2 separate regions of the Sus scrofa genome follow, and region 1 is linked to region 2. Evidence: chromatin contacts called from public promoter capture Hi-C data. All regions are on one chromosome and are shown on one strand. Each heading gives the region's core, a stretch centred on a gene start, on an enhancer-like site or on the middle of the called end of the contact. The rest is flanking DNA. Distances are from core to core; before and after follow the strand shown.

The links. Promoter capture Hi-C pulls out the DNA fragments that hold promoters and counts their contacts.
Region 1: a promoter capture Hi-C map of liver shows a contact between it and region 2, with 4 times the contacts expected there. The contact joins the enhancer-like site here to the promoter of CPT2 in region 2. A contact is called at or near these places in 1 of 5 promoter capture datasets (liver), 9 of 47 Hi-C or Micro-C datasets (embryonic fibroblasts, heart right ventricle, liver and 1 more) and 1 of 2 datasets of contacts at active chromatin or transcription factors (skeletal muscle).

What each region holds. Positions count from the first base shown.
Region 1 is chr6:159,126,363-159,131,428 of Sscrofa11.1, reverse strand. All of the region lies in intron 2 of SLC1A7 (excitatory amino acid transporter 5), which reads right to left. Among named protein-coding and RNA genes, the nearest start is that of SLC1A7, 23 kb to the right of the region's middle. Within about 2 kb of position 1,713, at least 13 of the 83 cell types and tissues checked have an H3K27ac peak or open chromatin away from gene starts, as enhancers often do. A contact at or near this core is called in liver, where this site is marked.
Region 2 is chr6:159,059,469-159,064,619 of Sscrofa11.1, reverse strand. CPT2 (carnitine palmitoyltransferase 2) reads left to right here and starts at 3,293. Exons shown (of 5, transcript NM_001246243.1): 1 at 3,293-3,907. The coding sequence starts at 3,756.

The sequences.
Region 1 (5,066 bases), core at 464-2,963, 68 kb before region 2:
CACGTCTGTGACCTACAGCACAGCTCACGGCAACGCTGGATCCTCAACCCACTGAGCAAGGCCAGGGATCGAACGCACAACCTCGTGGTTCCTAGTCGGATTCATTTCCACTGCACCACGAAGGGAACTCCGCGGTGTCCTCTTAGCAGCTCCCTTCCTTGCCCAGCGCCTACCCAGCAGGTAAGACCAAGCTCCGTGCCATCTCTTTGGCGAAATCTTTTTGGACTACCTGCCTCTCCCACAGAGTTAGGAGCCTATCCTGGGGTCCCACAACCCTGGCCTTCTCTCTGTCATGACCCTGGTTGTCATTGTCACCATCTGTCTCTCTCATCAGACTGAGGACATGTGAGAAAAAGGGCTTCTCTGTGGGTCCCCAGTGCCCCGTGTGAGCTCCGGCGGCAGCCTTCGGCATGGTTACTGGGGCTTCTGAATGAGCTAATGAGTAAGAGTGAGCGACCGAGTGCCCTGGGTCCTCGTCCCAGCTCTGCCCCTTGGCTATGTCACCTCGGGCCAGCAAGTCACTCCCTCATCTCTGGGCCTCAGGATCCCCATCTATAAAATGGGGCCGTGGTTAGCTTTTTCCCCCGAGGGGTGCCACCCTGTGGCCATCGTGGGTTAGTGCCAGGGCCCAGGTTCCCCTGGTGGGGGGGTGTATGGAGGGGCTTGTGAGTTTCCTCTGGGCTCCTCTGCACCTCTGCCTGCCCTGACCCCGGCTCTCTGCCCACTGAGCTGGTCAGCCCTGGACCAGCGGGGCGGGGTGGGGAGTGAGAGAGTCATTAAGGAGATACTTTCACTTTGCTTTGCTGCCAAAAGCCTTTTTTCCCCAAAGCCCTTTCATTCTTTCAGATAAAGGAAGTATTTGTCATTTGTCTGGTTTTAATCATGTAAACAAGAGCAGATAATCCCCCCTCCTCTTAATCATAAGGCCACAGCAGGCAGCTCTAGCATCAGGGCTGAGCCCCAAAAGCCTCTCCCTAACCCTCCCCCCAGCCCTGCTGCACCCGCTGCCTGTGAGCGCCCTGCTCTCCCCCGCTTGCTGTTGCAAAGCCTCACGCCTCTTTGAAGACACAGTTTAAGGGTCCCCTCCTCCAGGAAGCCTCCCCTGACCACCAGGCAGGGGTAAGGCCCCTTCTCTGGGCTCCCGCAACCCCTGTGCTGCCCTCTGTCCCAGCCCCTCCTCACTGAGCTGGTGACTATTTACTGGAAGCGCCTTCGGGGCTGGGGCGGAGTCTGATTCAGGGCTGGGCTCACAGAGCCAGGCTGGGGTCCCCACTGGAGTGTAGTTTGCAGAAGGAAGGAGTGAATGAATGAATGAGTCGATGTCCCCTCACTTTCCATTCATCCCTGTCTGCCAGGACACCATATGTTAGGGACGGGCTTAGGGTAGGTCTTAGATAAAAATCCTGAAGGGCTCATAATGAGATTGCGTGACCAGGGGAAATGGGGGGCACACGGAAACATTATCCACAAGAAATCATCCCCCGACCAGGGCCAGCAAATCAGCCCAGGGCCAAACAGCCCTCTGACCACGACAGAAGCCCCCACAGCCACGTTCCATGACCTCAGGCTACAGGGAGGCCCCGGCCCCGAGAGGAGGCCCTGCCCAAGGTCATTCAGGACCCTGGTGCCCGGCTGGACCAGAACTCAGTCCCCAGCTCCAGGCCTGTCCTCTTTCATCCATGTAGTTACTCAGTAATTTAGCCCCTGGCTCTGCGCCATGCCCTGTGCCCACAAGACAGAGATCAAAACCAGTCCTCAACCTCAAGCAGCTCCTGGTCTGGCAGGGGGTGGTGGGGGAGAAAGACAAAGCCCACAGGACAGCAGTGGACTCAAGTAAGCTGTGGAGAGGGCAGATGCATCAGTACCCCTAGACAGGGGACAAGGCCATGCTCTCTTTATTCAGAGGAGCGAGGGATGGCTTCTAGTCCGGAGAATCAGGGAGGGCTACCTGGAGGAGGGGGCATTTGGGTTGGTTCTCGAATGATGAGGAGGATTTGGAAGGGGCAGCTGTGCTAGGCAGTGGGGCACCAGAAGCCAGCAGGGAGGCTGAGAGGCTGGAAAGTGAGGGGACATTGTGCTGTTTAATGAGGTCAGAGTCAGGTCATGTTTGAGGTTCAGTCACATGTGGGGCAGCAAAGATAGACTGAGCTCAGGAGTGGAATGCGGCCCTGCGAGCCAGGCCGGGGGGGGCATCCAGGGCAGAGTGGGGTCCAACACAACCCACGTAGAAGAATTTGCTGATGTCTGAGAAGGAAGAACTTAGCATTCCTTAGGATCTCAGAATATCAAAATAAACAAAACACACAGGGAGGTCACTGAAATGGTAGATGCAGAGGAAAAACCTGGCACCAATTTAAAACATCAACGTAGATTAGACGAAAAGTTGCAGCATAGGAGTTCCCGTCGTGGCTCACTGGTTAACGAATCCGACTAGGAACCACGAGGTTGCAGGTTCGATCCCTGGCCCCGCTCAGTGGGTTAAGGATCTGGCATTGCCGTGAGCTGTGGTGCAGGTCAAAGACGCGGCTCGGATCTGGTGTTGCTGTGGCTGTGCTGTAGGCCGGCAGCAACAGCTCCAATTCGACCTCTAGCCTGGGAACCTCCATATGCCTCGGATGTGGCCCTAAAAAAAAAGTAAAAAAAAATTAAAAAAGAGACATATTGCAGTTAAATACTCAACAAAAAAGAAGGGATGCGTCACTGGCAAGATGTTCCTATTTAAGTGGAGAAACCAAGGCGCAGATGGTTTGCAGCTCTGCCCGGAGCCCTGGAGCCACGGTGACACAGACCCCCATAGGTTTGTGTCCAGATGACCTCAGAGGTGCTTGACAGACGGTGCAGGAGACGGGTGCAGGTGGAAATCAGATCTCAGGAAGGGGCAAAGGGCCCCTGAGAAGGCCACCTCGAGGAAGAAGAGGTCTAATACGGGGGCAGTGCCAACTCAGGGACAGCCTGGACGCGGTAAGGGCAGGAGTGTGGGTTCTGGATAGAGCCGGGGGGTGGGGTGGGGGGGTCTGCAGGGAGGGTTAGGTCACGTGGCACAGGGGCTGTGGAATGGAGAGGCCCGTGGATAAACCAGACAGAGTTCCATCATCGGGACCCCTGCATCTACTCTGGAACCTCACTCCCTGTCCCCAAAGTGGAAAGCCTTTTCCTACTGGCTGAGAGGTGAGCAGCAGACGTGGGAGCCCTGGGTGGTGGGGTGGAGGAAGGAGACCCCTGGCAACAGCTGACAGAGGCAGACCTCTCCAGACTGGTGCCAGCTGTGCCAGCATGATTGCGGGTGATGGCAGAGGCCGAGGAGGACGGGAGCTAAGTGTGGAGAGGGCCTGGACTCCACGGGAGACAGCAGCTACTCCCAGAGCTCAAAGAACAGGAAAGGAAGTTCAAGGCCCTGCCATTTGGCTAATGGGGCTCCAGACTTTGGGGCAAAGCTGTTAAAGGGATCTTTCGGAGAAACTACAAGCCGGGGTTTGGGGCGGGGTGGGGGGGTTCTGCAGGGAGCGTCATGTCGCATGGACCTGCACAGCTAAACAACTAGAAAAAGTTTCAACGTGGCTGTCTTTGGGTGGCGGGGTTATGGGTAATTTTGTTTTATTTATTTACTTTGTTTTTTGTCTTTTTAGGGCCGCACTGTGGCATATGGAGGTTCCCAGGCTAGGGGTCAAATTGGAGCTGTAGCCACCAGCCTACACCACAGCCACAGCAACCCAGGATCCGAGCCGCATCTGCAACCTACACCACAGCTCAAGGCAATGCCGGATCCTTAACCCACTGAGCAAGGCCAGGCATCGAACTCAAGTCCTCAGGAATACTCGTTGGGTTCGTTAACCACTGAACCACGATGGAAATTCTGGTCATTTTGTTTTAAGTGTTCCACATTCTTGCTTATTTCTAGAACGAGCTTGGCTTATTTGTATGAAGAAAAACACAGCCCCTCAAGTACCAGCAGCCCAGAACCCATAATTTGGCTCCGGCTTAACTGTCCCCCAAAGGTGAACTTCTATCTTATTTGTTTTGTTTTGGTTCCTTTTTTTGGCCACACCTGCAGCACATGGAGTTCCTGAGCCAGGGATCAAATCCAAGCCACAGTTGCAACATGTGCTACAGCTGCGGCAACACCAAATCCTTAACCCGCCGCGCTGGGCCGAGGATCGACCTGGCAATGCTCCGCAGAGACAAGCCAGATGGTTAACCCACTGCGCCACAGCAGAAACTCCAGCTTCCACCTTATTCGATCCTCAGCGCTGCCCTATCGAATGAGAATGTGAGCCACAGCTGTAATGTTAACTTTTCTGGTTGGCACGGCAACAGAAGTCAAAAGAAACCGGTGAGGTTCATTTTTGGTGAAACTAACTTTACTAATACTTTATTTAACCTAGTGCATCCAAAATACCATTTCAATGGGTCATCCATATAAAAATGCTTAGAAAAACGGCCTCTGGTTTTAACATTTGAATTGAAATTAATTAAAAACAAGAAGTTCAGTTCCTCCGTTGCAGTCGCCACATTTCAAGGGTGTGGGGGTCACTTATAACTAGTGATTGCCTCGTGGAGCTGCACAGTTCGAGTTACAGGGAAGGAAGATAAAGCTCAGGGGTGCAGATAATGGCCACGCTGCTCAGTTGGTGGGTTGGAGGGTTAAGACGGGAGCAGAGGTTTCGGATTCAGCCTCATGGGCTTTCCCCTCTCCCACAGTGACTCTCCATGGTATGTACAGACCTGGTTTAACTCCTGTGGAAGAAAAAAATCTCCTGATTTTAACTAACCTGTATGTATGTATTTAGTCTTTTTAGGGCCATAGCTGCAGCATATGGAGGTTCCCTGGCTAGGAGTCAAATTGGAGCTGTAGCTGCCAGCCTACACCACAGCCACAGCCACGCAGGATCTGAGCTATGTCTGTCACCTACACCATAGCTCACGGCTACGTCAGATCCTTAACCCACTGAGCGAGGCCAGGGATTGAACCTGCGTCCTCATGGATAGTAGTCAGATTCATTTCCGTGCGCCACAACAGGAACGCCATTAACGAACCATGATTTTAATGCGATTCAGTCCACACAACG
Region 2 (5,151 bases), core at 2,044-4,543:
GTGTTTCTGAACTGCCGTGGAAGAGCGTGGTCTTTCCACAGTCTCACACTTTGAGGTGGTGTTGAGTTTGGGGCTGGGCAGATGTTTGTGTGGCCTCTTAAATATGCTTTCTGATGTTATTGTTTGTGAATGAATTCGAATAAAGTGGTTTTCTTTCCAAAAAAAAAATTTTCTTAGGGATTTGTAGTCACTGAATGCGTGTGTGGGCTGATGAGTGATATTCCTGTTGAACTAGGGGTCACCTCATTAGATAAGGGCAGAGCTGAGACCAAAACTCAGGTCTCTCGACCGTCCGTCCAGGGCTCTTTGCCGTGAGCTCCGGCTCTGCTTGGTCAGCCATGGGACAGAGCCACTGTCCTGGGCCACCTCTCACTCCCAGAGCCAGGAGTGAGAGCTGAAGCTGGGGGAACACCGTGTTCCTGGAATGGGATTCTGTGTCTCATGCCAGACAGCACGATTTTGTTTCTTGTACCTCTCTTTTTTCTTCTGTAAAATGGGAGCAGAGCCTACTTGATCCTTCAGCTGCAGCTGAAAGCAGGAATGAGATTGCAGTGGGATGGTTTTGTGATGAGTAAGGATGATGAATCTCTGTTCACGCTGTATAATCTTGAAATCGTGTACCAGACCCTAAATCTTTGTGTTTTGAAATAAAAGCCCTTTCCTTTAGCCTCCCAGGCCTCCCCGCCAGTCACAAAAGGCTGACTCAAGCGTTCATGACGAGGAAATACAGGTACAGCTAAAAACTAGCTAAAACAGTCTCTATTTTGCTATGTCCTGCCTTCACACACTAACTTATCACTAATGTTTACTTTTTTTTTTCTTTTGCCATTTCTTGGGCCACTCCTGCGGCATATGGAGGTTCCCAGGCTACGGGTCGAATTGGAACTCGAGCCACTAACCTATGCCAGGGCCACAGCAATGCAGGATCCGAGCCGCATCTGCAGTCTACACCACAGGTCTCGGCAACGTCAGATCCTTAACCCGCTGAGCAAGGCCAGGGATCGAACCCACAACCTCATGGTTCCTAGTCAGATTCGTTAACCACTGAGCCACAACAGGAACTCCTTTCTTCTTCTTTTTTTTTTTCAATGTTTACTTTCTAGTTAGAGTTATGTTGCACTTAGGGTCTGGGTTTTCACCAATGATCTCTTCCTTGCTTAATTGCTATTTTTACTAATGGTTACTTACTAGTTAGTAATTTGCTAGTTAGTAATATTTCACCTTTACTAATGGTTACTTGCTAGTTAGTCACTTGCTAGTTAGTAATATTGCACCTCGTGTTTTCTTTTGTAATTGAAACACCCCCTAACACCCCTTCCCTGTCAGCAACCTTCATCCCAGAGAGACAAGCAAGGAAGGATAACTCTGAGGACAACCAGAAACCATCACCAGACGCACCCGTGCTGGCCTTGACGACTCTGAAATGATCTATGGATGAAAAATAACATAGATGCCTTCATCAAGAACCTTGTCTTCCGAGCTAAACCTACAAAACCCCTTGCTATCCTTTCTCAGGACAGGACACAGTTTTGAGGCTTTCGCCTACTGTGTCCTCCTTTGCCTGGCAAAGCAATAAAGCTCTTCTTTCTCTTCCTCCAAATTCTGTCTCCAAGACTTTAACACAATCTTAGAGATTGTGTACAGCGGCCGCATTTCGGCTATAAATCTTAGAGTCTGGAGTTGGAAGGAATCTTGGAGGTGATCTGGGGACGGGCAGTCTCACATGGTCCCCTGAGCATGGAAGGCTCCCTAGGGCCAGAGGCAGAGCTTCCAGTCCTTGGAAAAATTCAAGGTGAAAAGATGGTCGCGCAGAAGGGATCCTTCTCTAAAAGGGCTTTCTGCTCAGAAGCGGTGGCTGGATGGGAGACGCCATGGTTTCTGGCTTCTGCACACATTTTCTCTAATACTGGTTCAGGGGAGCCAGCAGGGCAGCTGTGCGGAGCTAATCACAGAAACGTCAAAACCCTCCTGCTGGGCAAACTTGACTGGTAACGACAACCATCACCACCATTTACTGCTCACAGCGCCAGGCACTGGGTTACCACATTCGGCCTCTGTCTGCCAGTGCCCAATTAAAATGCAGAGACATGGAGTTCCTGTCGTGGCGCAGTGGTTAACGAATCCGACTAGGAACCATGAAGTTGCGGGTTCGGTCCCTGCCCTTGCTCAGTGGGTTAACAATCCAGCGTTGCCGTGAGCTGTGGTGTAGGTTGCAGATGCGGCTCGGATCCCGCGTTGCTGTGGCTCTGGCGTAGGCCGGTGGCTACAGCTCCGATTCGACCCCTAGCCTGGGAACCTCCATGTGCTGCAGGAGTGGCCCAAAAAATAGCAAAAAGACATTAAAAAAAAAAAAAAAAAAAGAATTACTTTAAAAAAAAAGAAAAGAAAATGCAGAGACGAAATTTGGGGTAAAGGAGAAAAAAAGAGCTTTCTTGCTTTGCGGGGCAAAGGGGGGCCACCGCAGGCTAATACGTTAAAGACTGTGTTCCCCCCACTGGAAAGAATTGGGAGGAGTTTTATAGTGAAAAGGAGAAAAGCAGGTTTCCAGACAGGAATCGGGATTGGGACAAACATGCCCTCTTCTTTTTTGGGGGAATCCTAGTCGTCAAAGCTGGAGTCGGATGACCTCGGTATGATCGAGAGGGTGGTCTCCTGGGTTACTGCCTAGAACAACAGTACTCGCGAAAAGGGAATACTGATCAGAGATGACCACAAACTAGGAAAGTTCCTGAAAAACATCATGTGCCAAGAATCTTTGACCCACAGGCACCTGTGCTCAAGGTGCCTAATCTTTAGCTTACAGGTGATTGTGTTTAGGATGCAATTAAGCGAGGGAGAAGGCCAAGGAAGGACTCGAAGCGGTTCCGTTTTAAAGTATTCATTGCTAAAAGAAGCATAAGGACTATCACTTCTCTCTTAGGTGTCTGAGATGCCTAACTTATTATGTGTATTCCTTGGGAGGGAACCAGGATCCTGCCCCAAGGCTGGACGACTGTTACCTGACTGTTCCTCCCTTGTCTTTGCATCCCCTTCCTTCCCTGATCAGCAACTGTCTGAACCTGTCCCTAGGAGCTCAGGGAAGGTCATGGTGGCTGAACGAGGCCCATTTCCTAAGAAAAATTAACGTGAGGCACAGAAAGGCTTTTGTGCCCAGGAGCCCTTTTGCCACCCGGAGCCCCACAGGGTGGTGCGCGTTTCCACTGTACACACCGTTACTGCATTTCCTAACTAGGAATGTGGGAGGTGGCTTAATGGTTAGAACCTGTTTCTCAGATGAGGAAACAGGTTTAACATTTTTCCCACGATCTCCCAAGGACAGAGTCTGGAACGAATTCATCAGACTCCGAAAAGTTTTTCGCCTTTTCTTTTTCTGCCACTTCAGTTTCAATATTGTTTCGGAAGAGGAGAAGGGCGTGCCTTGGGAGCTCCTTTTCCCGCGCAGCCTAGGGAGCAGAAGCGGGAGCCACGGAGCAGAGACGGCAGCGGGCCGGCTCGCCCCGCAGTGGGCGGGCCCCTCTGAGCGGAGGGCCTGTGGGCGGGCCCTCAGTGGCAGGGCCCTTCCGTGGGCGGGGCCTTTCCATGGGGCGGGGCCTTCCGTGGGCGGGGCCCTAAGGCCGGAAGTGGCCTCGTGGACCTGCCCTAACCGAACTTGAGTCCCTGACCCGGCGTCCCGGGAACCTGAGGGCAGCGGCTTGGGCTCTGCACACCAAAACCACACGGTCGCCGCGTTCGTGCTGCTGCCGCCACCCGAGACGATGATGGCTCGTCTGCTGCTGCGCGCCTGGCCCCGGGACCTTGCTGTTGGCCTGGCAGCCCCCTGTCGGACCCTAAGCGCCGGCTTCGAGCCGGGTCAGTACCTGCAGCGCAGCATCGTGCCCACTATGCACTTCCAGGACAGTCTGCCCAGGTGAGCCCCGCCGCCCACCGCCAGCCGTGAAGCGGCCCCAAGCTTACCCCACTCACTCACGACTGTTCTGCTGAACCCTCTTCTGCCCCCAAACCTCTACCTGGGACGGTGCCGTATCCTCCAATTTGAAAATCCTGTGACTTTCAGGCTCTCCTGGCACAGGAACTTGAGAACGCTCAAATTCTCTTCCCGAATCCTCCCACTGTTCGCTTAGATTTTCTCTCTTGAACTCTTCTCGAACTTCTCCAGGAAGCCAACTTCCAATCAGATATCTAATTGTCCCTCCTACTTCTCCCAGAAAAATGTCCTACCTGCATATCTCCAGCCCTGTCCTTACTCCTCCAACTAGGGTGTCTCCCCCCCAATCCTGCCCAGACGATGGAGCAGCCAATTCCTGATGCATAATAGTTACTCTCCCTCCACTTCTCCCAACACTCCCCCTTTTGGACACCCGGCCCTCGTAACCCTCAGCCCTGCTCGCTGTGCCTCCAGTCCTGTTTATTTTAGCATCCTACCAGTCTCCCCCAGACTCACCTTACCCTCCCCCAAGTCTTCAACCTTCTAAGTCAGTCTTCACCTGGAAGCCTTTCACCGCTATCAAACCTTCCTCAACACTCCCCCACCTTCCTGCCCCTAAAAGAGCCTCCCTAACCCACATTAGCCCCTGCAACTTCAGCACACCCTCACGGAATTACAGACACTGCCCTCAGTAACCCTCCCCAAATCTTATTCACATTAGGTCCAGAGCCCACCCCAGTTCTGTGCCTCCTCATCAAAGCTACCCTTTCTTTCCACCTTGTGAAATACTTCTCCCAGAATCTACTCCCCCTGTAAAACAGCCCCCATAAATCTTCCTCTCTCTTTCCTTCGCCCGGTAGTTTAATTCAGCTTCCAGTTTTCACAGGCTTTGAACAACAGGCCTTAATCTAAACTGCCAGTTCTCTTTCAATATTAGAAATTTCCCCAAGGAGTTCCTGTTGTGGCTCAGAGGGTTATGAACAGGACTAGTATTCATGAGGATGCAGGTTTGATCCCTGGCCTTGCCCGGGGGGTTAAAGATCTGGCATTGCTGCGAGCTCTGGTGCAAGTGGCAGATGTGGCTCATATCTGGTGTTGCTGTGGCTGTGGTGTAGGCCGGCTGCTGCAGCTCTGATTCAACCCCTAGCCTGGGAACCTCCATATGCTACAGGTTCGGCCATAAAAAGCAAAAAAAAAAAAAAAAAAAAAAAAAAAAATTTCCCCCA